Linked DNA regions of Gossypium hirsutum: region 2 is linked to region 1. The links are chromatin contacts, called in public Hi-C maps. All regions are on one chromosome and are shown on one strand. The core of a region is the stretch at or near the end of the contact, and the rest is flanking DNA. Distances in the headings are between cores, read along the strand shown.

Evidence for each region. Hi-C and Micro-C count contacts between places; a contact is called where the count stands out from the background.
Region 2: a Hi-C map of leaf shows a contact between it and region 1, with 4 times the contacts expected there. The contact joins the enhancer-like site here to the promoter of LOC121218515 in region 1. A contact is called at or near these places in 7 of 34 Hi-C or Micro-C datasets (leaf, petal and seedling).

Annotation. Positions count from the first base shown.
Region 1 is chrD06:10,709,079-10,715,095 of Gossypium_hirsutum_v2.1, reverse strand. LOC121218515 reads left to right here and starts at 3,122. Exons shown (of 1, transcript XM_041095793.1): 1 at 3,122-5,003. The coding sequence starts at 3,478. The coding sequence ends at 4,104.
Region 2 is chrD06:10,757,197-10,763,213 of Gossypium_hirsutum_v2.1, reverse strand. No RefSeq gene overlaps it. Among protein-coding and RNA genes, the nearest start is that of LOC107901233, 32 kb to the left of the region's middle. Within about 2 kb of position 2,758, at least 1 of the 9 cell types and tissues checked has an H3K27ac peak or open chromatin away from gene starts, as enhancers often do. A contact at or near this core is called in leaf, where this site is marked.

The sequences.
Region 1 (6,017 bases), core at 1,873-4,372:
TGCTTAATGAGGAAGCAAATTTGGACACTCAGAATCATCTAACAATTATGCAGAACAGTAGCCGTCTTTCTTCACAACTGAAACATCATCCCGAGAGCCGACATTGACGGTTTGTCCCTTGGGCAATGTTGTTTGATCATTCCCTTGTTCGAGTGCTTTTCGACTGATCACATGATGTATTTGAGTTAGTATTTCAGTGAATGCATGCTCAACATTTGTAGATTCAAGGGCAGATGTTTCCATAAAGAAGCGCGTACACATGGGCGCGACTTATCTGTTTACTTTTTTCTCCAAAACCTTAAAAATCCTAAAAACCCTAAAACCCTAAACCCTAAAATCCAAAAACCTACAAGTCAGGAAATCGCGGCCACATCAGCGCGCTTTGCTGACGTGGCAACATATCGCGTCCACGAGGGGGCGATTTGTTGCAACGTCAGCAAAGCGCTCTGACGTGGCCGCGATTTCCTGGCACGTCCCCTGACATTGCGCTGACGTGGACGCGATTTGCCGGAAAATGGTCCATTCCGGTAAATAATAAAATACCGGGCTCATTTCGGTAAATTTATAAAAAAATTAAGCTTTTATTGGTAAATGGCCCCATTAGCTTATCCTAAACCGTCACAAAATGACGTGACATTTTATTGACACGTGGTATTATATTTTCTAAATTTCTTTTCACTTTTCTCTTTATTCCTTTCCTGTTCTTTAAAACATGAACCTCGAGGATCGGAGAACTCAGGCTTCCGTCAAAAAATTAAAGTCAAATTATGCTATTATACCCTTTACTTTGTGTAAATTATGGATTTAGTACCTTTAATTTAATTTGGTCTTTTTTAGTCTCTGTACTTTTAGAATTTGAAAATTTTAATTCTAACCAGATGATATCTATTAACTTTATTAAGTTCTGTTATTTTTAAAATTTGATGTGTCAAACATAATATCACATGTGTAATGTTATGTTTGTTTGTTGTTTTCCCATATTACTCACAAAAAAAATTAGTTAATAGATTTAACGGCTTTCATTTGTGTTAAGACTAAAATTTTAAAATTCAAAAAATATAGCCACTAAGAATAATCCAATTGATGAATTGGACTAAGTCTATAATTTTAGGCATAATATATGACTAATGGCAAAATTTAACCAAACAGATTTACTGTTACCATTAGATAAGGCCAAAACATTAAAAATTTAAAAATATAAAAACTAAAATTAATTAAATTAAAGTAAGTGTACTAAATTTATAATTTACCTAAAGTATATAAAAAATTTATCGAAATTTAGTTATATTTATTTTCAACCATCATTCCCATATTCCGAGTAAATTTGAAGAAAATGTCGTTTTTAAAAAATTAATTAGGGATTTAAGTTTAATTTTTCGATATTTAAGGAAATAAATTGATTTTGAAGAGAGAAACAGAAAATGCGTCCTATATTTTTTAATAACTTGATACATGAATTCTTTTAATGTTAGTGGTTTTGTCCTTGGGTTCAATTTTTTTCTTATTCATATTTGTTTTTATTATTATTTCATGTTGTTTTAATTTTTCTAAGTTTTCTAATTTTAATTAATAAATATATTTTTAATTAATAATTTTTTTATTGTATTATAAATTATTTAAAGTTTAATTCAAAAATTACACCTAAAGTATATTTATTTTTGTAAATAGATATATATATATATTGTGAATTTGAGTACTTGAACAATTCACCACATAACGCAGTTAATCAAAAAAACATTTCCTCAATCAGAACCTAACACGACATTGGCCAGCTGATATTTTTAATATTCAATTTTATTTTATAAAAAACTGAAGAAATACAAATTTTAGCTAATTAAAAATATTAATATTAATATTAATATTAATTAAAATAATATTAAAAATAAAAAAAAAATATTTCCCTCCCCTATCCCCACTCCGTCCTCCCTGCTCCCCCAACTCGCCTCATTCTCATCAGTATACTTCCCCATCTCTATTAAATCACCACCAAATTCCGACCTCTGCAACTCCACAAGTTTCTCTATCAACCCTCCATTAGGCATAGCATCAACAGTTCCTTTACGCCCAAGGTAACCAATTTCAAGAATGAAATCAAATACCACAACTTTCATACCCAAATTTTTGGATTGTAATAAAGTTAACATCTTGGGAGTTTCTTCTTTACAGAGTATTTCATCAGCAAAGGGAGATTTAATAAATGTAATGAACTCGCATAAAACTTTTAAGCTATGGGCTGATTTAATCTCCAGAAGAGCTTCAATTATTCACTTGACCTTCTAAGACATCTTTATTGACTCGAATCAAAGCGGTTACACCAAACGCAGCCTTTTCCCTGATATGTTTTGAACAATTCGGGTCGCAAAGCATCGTTTGCAAAACCAAAAAGCTTTCGATTTCAGGAAAGCGGTGGTGGGAGGAGGGGGAATTTTATATTACTTTTTTAATTTCTTCCAAATTTGTATAAAATAAAATAGAATACTAAAAATAACAGCCGGGTGGTGACGTGTCAAGTTTTGGCGGCGTTAGGTGATAGGGTGAAAATTTTATTGGTGCAAGATATTAACAATGGTGCTAGTCCAGCTGGCTCCGTGATTCACGGGTTTGTTTATATTATGAATTTATGATAGCTGGTTCATTTATTTAAAGAAAAATGGTATATTTTTATTTTAAGTATCCACTCAATGTACTAAATTTTACAGTCGACCCCTTTGACTCAAGTATGAAAATTAGTTAAATGTAAGCAACCTAGTTAAACTTTTTAAATAGCGAAAATTTTGAGAATAATTAAATTAAGCTACATTTTAGAACCCCATAAACTAGTAATTGTTAATATTTAACTTTAGAATTAAATATTGAAATGCTTATTTGCTCCCAGACCTATAGTATAAGTGTCCTTTAGATGATTAAATTAAACCAATTTTCAACCTAGTAATAAACATCATCGATTTAAGTGATTAAAAGTGAGAGACCAATATTTGATTGGAAAATTATGATAAAATCTAGATTTGGTATATGTGAAGAAACCGGCGGCCAAATTCAACAACCAGCGCAGGAAGGGCCGCTGTCCTTTCCTCCTCTAAAAGCGGCTATACACCACACCAACTCCACCATCATAAGTAAAAGCCACGAAATGCTATATTTATTTATAATATTAATGAGCAAGAAACCATCACCAAAGCTTCCATAAATTAAAAGCTTTGACATATGTTTGATGAACACTAGTGCTAGTGGGGACTCTTTTGGTGACCAAAGAACAAAACCCAATACAACAACAATAATAAGGAGCTTATGTGAAGACAACGAAAAACATAAAAGCAACCCCCAAAGTGAGAAAAACAGTACCCTTTCTCTTATTTCCGTTGTTTCAATCCAAGTTTTTCAAAACACCCTTTAATGGCTCCTCCTCTATTATTTGTATTCATCACCGTCACCAAGTAAGTGATTTCCCCTTTTGACTCTCTTTGTAATCCGTAACCAATGCTGCTTCGAAATTCCATTTCCAATACCAAAAGGTTCTTTCAGAAAACCTTACGAAGTTTCAAGTCTCTCTTCTCTGGTGCTGATGCTGAACCTTACCAAAGGCTACCCAAAGCCTCTCCGTACAATCCCTATTCATTCACCTCTGCAGGCGTTGCCGTGAATCCCAACGACAATGGCAACCCAAAGGAGGGAAATGACAACAGGAAAAAGATAAATTTTTCAACTCATAATATAGAAGCGCAAAGACAAGGAAACATTAAGGGAAATGTGAAGCAGTCTACAACACAAAGAAGAGATGATCATCAGGACATTAAGCAGCGTAAAACGAGGAGAGCCAAGGTGGGGAACAGACGAGAGGATTGTAATTCAGGCGAGAGAAGAAGAGAAGAAAGGAATTTATCAGTGCCACAAAAGCTGAAAGAGCTAGAGATGATGGATATGAGCAATGTGGAACATGTTCTTGACATTGAAGAGGTTCTTCACTACTATTCTCGACTCACTTGTCCTACCTATCTTGATATTGTCGACAAGTTTTTCATGGAAATGTATGCAGAAATTTTGGGACCCCCAGATTCTCCAAGAAGAGTCAACTCAAGGCCAAAATACCGATCAGTGAGATCGTGATTCATCCCTTCTCTCCCATGTTTTGCGTGAGAGGATTTTTGGACAGGTCCAGACTTGAAGTTGTCATAATTATTTCTGTAAATCTCTGCGTTTTTACTCTTTTTTTTTTCTGATACAACCCTTCTCTCCCACTTTTTCTTTAATTTCCCTGATTGATGCCACTTAAGACATGGTTGTGAGACAGGATACGAAATTTAACTTTGAGAAATGATTACACTCTCTGCATTTCTATTCTTATTCATCTGCTATGGTGTAATTTTTTTTTTCTCAAATAAACATAATTTCATTCATCATATATTAATGGTATCCAACATAACTGCGATATCATCCTGCTCAAATAACATTTAATTTAGTCAATGAGTGTGCTACTTGTTTTGCTTGTCTTTGAAAAGGTGTGATCTCATCTTCGAACCCGTGTAGTCTTTGCCTTGCATCATTTATATGTGGTCCAATGACTAATAAATCTGTTTTCGCTGAACAAGACCACTTAATGTCCTGCAGTGAATCACCTTGTAACCATATACATTGATGTACCATTTGGTGAGTAAAGTCTATGGCCCTTAGTGCTACCATTGCTTTTGTCATGCACGGATTCGGATTCACCTCTTTGGAAGGAGCAGTGCTCCCAGTATAAAACCATCCAGGTCACCGGATAGCCACCCCAATCCTTGCTCCAGGTGATGTTGCAAAAAAGGTGGCATCAAAATTTACTTTTACATGGCTTGCTGGAGGAGGCAGCCAACTTATACCAGGATGAGTAGCGGTGGTAGTCTTAGCTGATTGCGCAAGTTTGTAGTATTCCTATAGGAACACTTTAGCTTTACCAACAGCTGACGCTAGAGGTGAAACATTGTTATTAAACGGTCTAATTTCGTATGCCCCATATTTGCTTTAAAGCATGCAGATCATCCTCATTAGTGGAATGGCATCTTGGACACATAAGGTCAATGACGTGAATTCTCCTTGCTATTTTCATCCGAAAGGTAGTATACTATAGCAAGCCTGCCACGAGAATGATTTAACTTTAGGAGGTAGCTCTAAGAAAGCAAAGCATGCAGATCATCCTCATTAGTGGAATGGCATCTTGAACACATAAGGTCAATGACGTGAATTCTCCTTGCTATTTTCATCCGAAAGGTTGTATACCATAGCAAGCCTGCCAAGAGAATAATTTAACCTTAGGAGGTAGCTCTGAGTTCCACAAAGACATCCAAATTCCTATACCATGTTTTGCTTTTAGAAGACACATATAGCCATATACCCACTCTTGACAGTGTACTCACCCGTTTTTCTATGATGCCACTCCAAAGTATCTTTGGGCCGTGATTCATATACAAGGATGCAACAAATTGCTTCTGCATCAGGTGCAGAAAATTCTCCATTTATGAGCTCTATTTTCCACTACCATCTATCCTTTTCAGTAAGTTGTCGACCCTTGCATCGTCTGAGAGTGATCTAGGAGTACCAATGATTTGAAATTCAGAAGCATCAGTAACCCCCATATCTTTGCAAATCTGTACGCCTCTCCCTTCTCCAGTCTGCCACTTCAAGTCTAAGTTCAGGACATCCTTGGCTTGCCAAATAATTAGAATCGATAAAAGCACAATTAGGGAAATATTTTCCCTTTAAGACCTTATAACTCGGTGAATTAGTATTATGAATGAGCCTCCACCCTTGCTTCGCTACCAAGTCCGGTTGAATAAGGAAACCAACCCACCTTCGGTCACTGCCTATAAATTAAGTCCCGATTCAATCAATGTATCCCCTTGGAGTCATGTTTGGCAGCCCACCAATAGTGTTTAATAAGGCCCGTTGTCTCATCGCAAAGAGATTTCAGAAATAAAAAACAGATCATAGCATGCATTGAAAGTGACTATAATACTATTTTAACGAATACCTCTCTAGTCTTTTCC
Region 2 (6,017 bases), core at 1,509-4,008, 48 kb before region 1:
TAGTTCATTTTATCATTCAATTGTGACACAAAAATTAAATTGCGGTTTAATTTAGGAACGTAAAGAACATGTTTTAAGTGAATTTTGCTTGTCAATTCAACCATTCCTTCTTGGGTAGCCACCACTGTTTGGCCATTAAAAAGTCCTACGAAACACGCTCCAACTTCTCTAACATTCGTCAAACAAATAAGATCATTGGTAACATGACTTGAACACCTCGTATCAATAATCCAATTATTCTTGGACTTATCATTCAACTGATTGGTAGTGGATTGTGTATTACTGAACACCGCCAAAAGAGACTATCATTGCTCAATGGTAAAACTAGGAAGTGCCGCCTCCCTGACGATTGTGCTACCCCTGCTGTGTTCTGCGTTGGTGTTGGTGGCGATTGAAATGTAGAATCACCGCCAACCATTGAGAATAATGATTTTTTGTGTGTGTTAAACACCAAGCTCAGATACCATCATAAGAATAAGGTAATCCCTTTCAATATTATTGATAGGCCTCAAGAGTATACATAATATTTATACAGCAGTAGTTATGTAGAAATAGAAAAGTAGAAAGAGGAAAGATATATAATATATTCCTAAATATATGCCTAAAAGATATACAATAATATACAATATATTTAGATATTCCTAAAAGATAATATCTCATAATAATATCCTAACACATCTAGATCTAAGCTTGGAGTTCAAAACTTAAACTTCCAACAGGCCCAAATCTACTGTCCAATTTGAATTGAAATAAAATGATGGCTTCCTCGCAACCCAAGCTAGCTCTTCACTGTCCAAATTCGTTGCTTCACTTCAGCGTCTCTTGGAACATGGCCAGCAGCTTCTTTAGCCACAAAAATCTTTAAGTAAACCTTTCAATGTTTATATCAAGAATCACTTTATCTCTACTAGATTTCAAGAGAAAAAAAAAGTTGTTTGAGCTTGGCGTGTTTGGGCTAGATAAGGTCAAGGTATTAGAGGACCTGATACCCGCCAGTGAGGTCTGTTGAAGGCATGTAAGTGCTGGTGAAAAGGTATTTTTTTTTTCAATTTTGGTGATGTCGAAAAGAATAATGAAGCTCTTTCTGACGAGTAAAGATGTAACATTTGGGTTCAAAATGATGAAAGGCCCCAGTGTCATTATTAAAACTTGCAAACTTGGAGGTCATTCCATTTGTTCATCTTTTTTTCCTAAAGCTAGAAATGTCTTCCATTTCAAAACCTGAAAACCCTTCGTTTAGTACCTTTCTTTTGACAAAAACCAAAATTATTATATGAAGAAAATTAAAAATGTTAAGAGTGTATAACCAACAAAAAAGATGGAAACCAAAGTATCATCTCTACTTGTTTATTGAATAGACTCTAAGAATCAATTATCTCTCTTTCAATTGTTCAATATATGTAATTACTAAGCTAGGATTCAATGACATTAACTAGACTCTTCTAGTATCTAGCTATGTCAATCCCCTTTCCCCATTAACTATACTTCTATGCTAGGCAACTTGAGTAAAGTCATTAAGAACAAACTTATTGGGTTGACCAGAGCATTAGATATATTTATATCCTAGTCTCAAATTAACTTGTTTGTCAGTACTATTAAAGTTAATCCCAATCTATTCAGTCTAGATTGCAACCCTAACTTTCTCATCTAATACAAATCAAGGTTATCTAATTAATACAACTTGGTGATCAGACAATTAAGTTAAATAAGTACAAGACTAAATAAATAATTAACAATGATCAAAACAATTGAAGAAAAATAAATTAATTAACTAAAAAATAGGATCCATCATCGTTCCAAGAAAATAGAGTTTAGTTCATAATAAGTTGAGAAAACAACACAAAAAGATAGTCAAAACAAACTTGCATTGATAAAAAGTAAAAAGGAATAATCTAGAGAGAAAATAGTTAAAGAAATAATCTCATTTTCTTCTTGTCTTTGCAAGCTTGAAGTTTCTCTTGGTGTGAGAGTTTTTCTTTTGCCTCCAAGTGGTCTCCTTACTCTTTTCCTCCTTTTTCTTTCTTATAATTTGTCACCTCTATTTTTATGGTTTTTATCGTCCTACTCCACCGAACATAGAATTTGCGATGGACCAAACTGCTTGCTGTCAAAATTTTGGAATTGCAGAACATGCTCCATCACATGAATTAAACCCAATGGAGTGAAAGACATTTCTTAACCACTTTTTACTCTATGCTCTAAATATTTCATTCTTAATTCGACACTTACAATGGAGAAAAAAATAGCAAGTAAACTTGAATTAACTCTAAAAATAATAAAAATTGAACAAAATTATAATGAAATAGAATTAATCTGAAAAACTATAATATGTAATAAAGACTAACCTAAATGTTAAAATTAACTTTTAAAATACAATAAAAACTATACTAAAATAAGTTTAAATATGAGAATTATCAAATAAATAGAATAGTCTTTTATTGTTTCATTTACTTAAATTATAAGATAATTAGCTAGTGAATCGAGTCAATTAACTAAAGCCACCTGAACACATTCTTAGGGGTTTGGTCTTCAAAATACTTTCTAAAAGATTTATTTTCGTTGTAATTAATAGTTGACAATAATGCTGCAAACTTGCAATTATCGGTGAGTAAAGGAAACTATTTTGAGGTTTTGTTGAATATTTATTTTTTAAATGAATTTTTATATGTTATTCGCCATCATCATAGTTAAATAACAATAAAGTCGGTCCACTAAGGATAAATAGCCCATATGCGCAATGGGCTGGCCACTGAGGCCTTGAGGGACTGCCTCTCACAACGATGACCTATGATCTCTCCTGCACAAGAATACCAATGCTATCTTAAGCATTCTCCTCCATCATATTCGGGAGTTTCTAGAGTCTCTCCATTCATAATGGTCAAAGAAGCACAAAATGTACAAAGAATCTAATAAACCTGAAAATGCGGGAGAGCCAATTAACAAGATGTTAGATTTGGGCGCCAGCTCGATCAACATAGGGCAGAGAGAAAAGGTCTATAAAAGAACGTGAGATTCATAGAGTTGAATATGTGAACCCCTCTACCTTATTTCATGCTTTCCAATTTCAAGCATCAAAGGGTGCTCCAGTGATCAAACTCCGATACTCTTTTGACTTTTTTTCTATTCTATTGTTAACTTATTCAATCTATTTATAAGTGAGTAACCCAACTTACTACAAACGATATCAATAAATATATCCTTAAGAAAATATCTTAACTAAATTGCATTATTTGACATCTTCCTTTAAAGCATATGCTTTTTGTTTGGAAAAAGGAGAAAAAATAATCATATTTCAATTCTTAAAAAGTTGATCCAATTAAGTTACATAATAAAATGCAAAAGCAATAACTAGGACACAAATATTCTAAAAGGACAAAAGACAAAAATATTGCAGACAGAAAGAAAGAATGAATTCAAATATAACAACAATAATTTGGGGTCTGTTTGATTGGCAGTAAAATGTTTTCCGGAAAATGATTTCTGGAAAATATTTTGCTTTTTTGTAAAATGATTTACTGGAAAATATTTTCTGGTGTTTGATTGAATCTGTGTAAAATGTTTTCTGCTGTTTGACAGATTCCTTGAAAATATTTTCCGGAAAAGTTTTTTTTACATATATTAATATATATTAATAAATTTTTATATTTTAAATTGTTTTTACATATATTGCAATGATTTATTTATAATAATACTCAATTATTAAGCTACAATATTAATCGTTATAAATTGAAAAAAACTAATATCAAATAAATTATTTGTAATTGTGTTAAAAAAACAAGTATTGAATAATTATAAATTGCTTCGGAACCACAATGAGTACTATAAATAATATTATCCAAATACATAATTAGTAGTACACCACATAGTAACAACATTATCCAAGTGCATAATATTACACCACATAAAAGTATCAATATCTTCAACCCTGAGAAAATTTTTGAAGCCAAAATTTTCTATGCTTCTTACTTTTAACTAAAAAAGCTTTGGCCTCGGATTCATGACTCACTAGATAATCAAACACAGAACACAAGAAGCCATCATCAAATCCTTCTTCCTCCATCGACATCACTTGTTCGTAAAGCTGTGATGTCTTATCGGCAGTAAATTGTTCCAAAGCATTAGCAATTTTGCCAAGTTGTTCACCCACAAATTTAATTTGTTCATCAACGAGACTTTCTTGACGACTTTTTCTTTTACGTTTGGATGTGCCAGATGAAGATACATTTGTTCTTACCTTTTCAGTGTCTTCATTGTCATAGTCTACAGGCATTGAATCTTCATTACCATCACCTAAATCTATGTCGGCAAATGTTCTGGCAAAACTCCCTGTTGCCATATCTTTGCCAACAACCAAAGCCATTTCATCATAATGATCAATGCTTTTATTCAAAAATGGTTCATACTTCTTGTGTGCTTGTTGGATATTATACACAATTAGAATAACAAGTAAAAAACAATTGAAATATACTTAACATATATATACATATATTACCATCACTGCTGCATCATATGTCGCTCTATCACATGTGATCATTTTCAGGTTATCATCCCATCCAAAACCACTTTCACCTCGAATTTTGCATATAATCTGCCACTGGTTTTTTACCGTCCTCAAATGATTTTCCACATGCTTCATATCGAATTGGACTTGGAATCTTTCAGAAATGGCGTCGACAACTCGATTAATAGAAACTACTTTGAAAGTATTAGAAGGCTTATTTCCTTTTCGAGCCTCCTCTGCTAGAATTTCAAGGAAAACATGTTCCATCGGTTTTGTCCACCTGAATTGCTTGGAGGTCCCTTCTTTGTTGCCCTTACCCATTCTACATTAAATAATTGTCATTGTCAATAATTTCAATATCCAACAAGCTTAAAACATAATAATAAATTTAATATCCAATAAGGTTAAAACATAATCAATATCTAACAAATTCAAGACATATATCAAAATCCAACAATCTAAAATTTCAATATCATTATCGAACCAACATTTAACATTCAACGTTCCTTTTCACCCACCATTTGTGGTGCATTTATTGAAGTGGATTATGAAGATGATCAGATTTGAAGGAATAAAGAGGATGGCTTCTCCTAGGCCACATTGTATGAGAAACCAAATTGGTACTCGTATCCTCTTTTTAAAGGAGCATCATATGTGTTCTTGGATAAAAGTTATCAAATCTGACATTCAGAAAAAAAAAAAGAAGAAAAGAAATAAGAGTTATCCTATCCAGGCCCCTGCAATACACCAAATGCATCATTCATGCAGCATCTAAGGTTTTTTATTTCCTTTTCTTTGTTGGCCACTTGTGTACTAAAGCTAAGTTTATTCTAAATGCAATATAGATACTTTTTAAGTATTCCCAAATCCTCCAAATCAGCTCTAAGATCAGGATAACTTCTGCCATTGCTTGACTGTTACATGGTGAGCAGCTTTGGAAAAAGGTTGAGGTCCTTTCTAATGTCAGCCAAGGTTACTATTAACGCTGAAGCATATGGTTTGAATTAAACAAGTTGTTCCAGGCCTACATGACGATTGATCATGAGTTTTCTTCATTCCTAACCCCTCAACCCATAACCTTATTAACATGCCTCACAACACAATTATACTCAATTAAGACTTTTGGTCCCTTCATCCAAAGGAAGAATATTTAGGTTATTATGATTTTTGTCCCTCAAATATACTCATATTTGAGTTTTAATGTACTTTAATTTGACATAATTTATTTTTTCCTACCTTTATACTGTCATTAATTAATCCAAATAGGTAATACAGTTAACAACACCTTTTCCAACAACAACAAAAAAATCCATAGCAGCATAAAGTGTTAGCTATTTGGTAACTAATACCATAATCAAACTAGGAAGACTGAAATTTACATAGATGCTAAGCTTTCTGATAGCCCACAATACAATAATACATTTATTCAGGATGCAATAATGAATCAAATAAATCACTGATAAATCAAACATTTAGCAATGAAGCTAAACCAGCTAAACAGACAAGTGATGTTAAG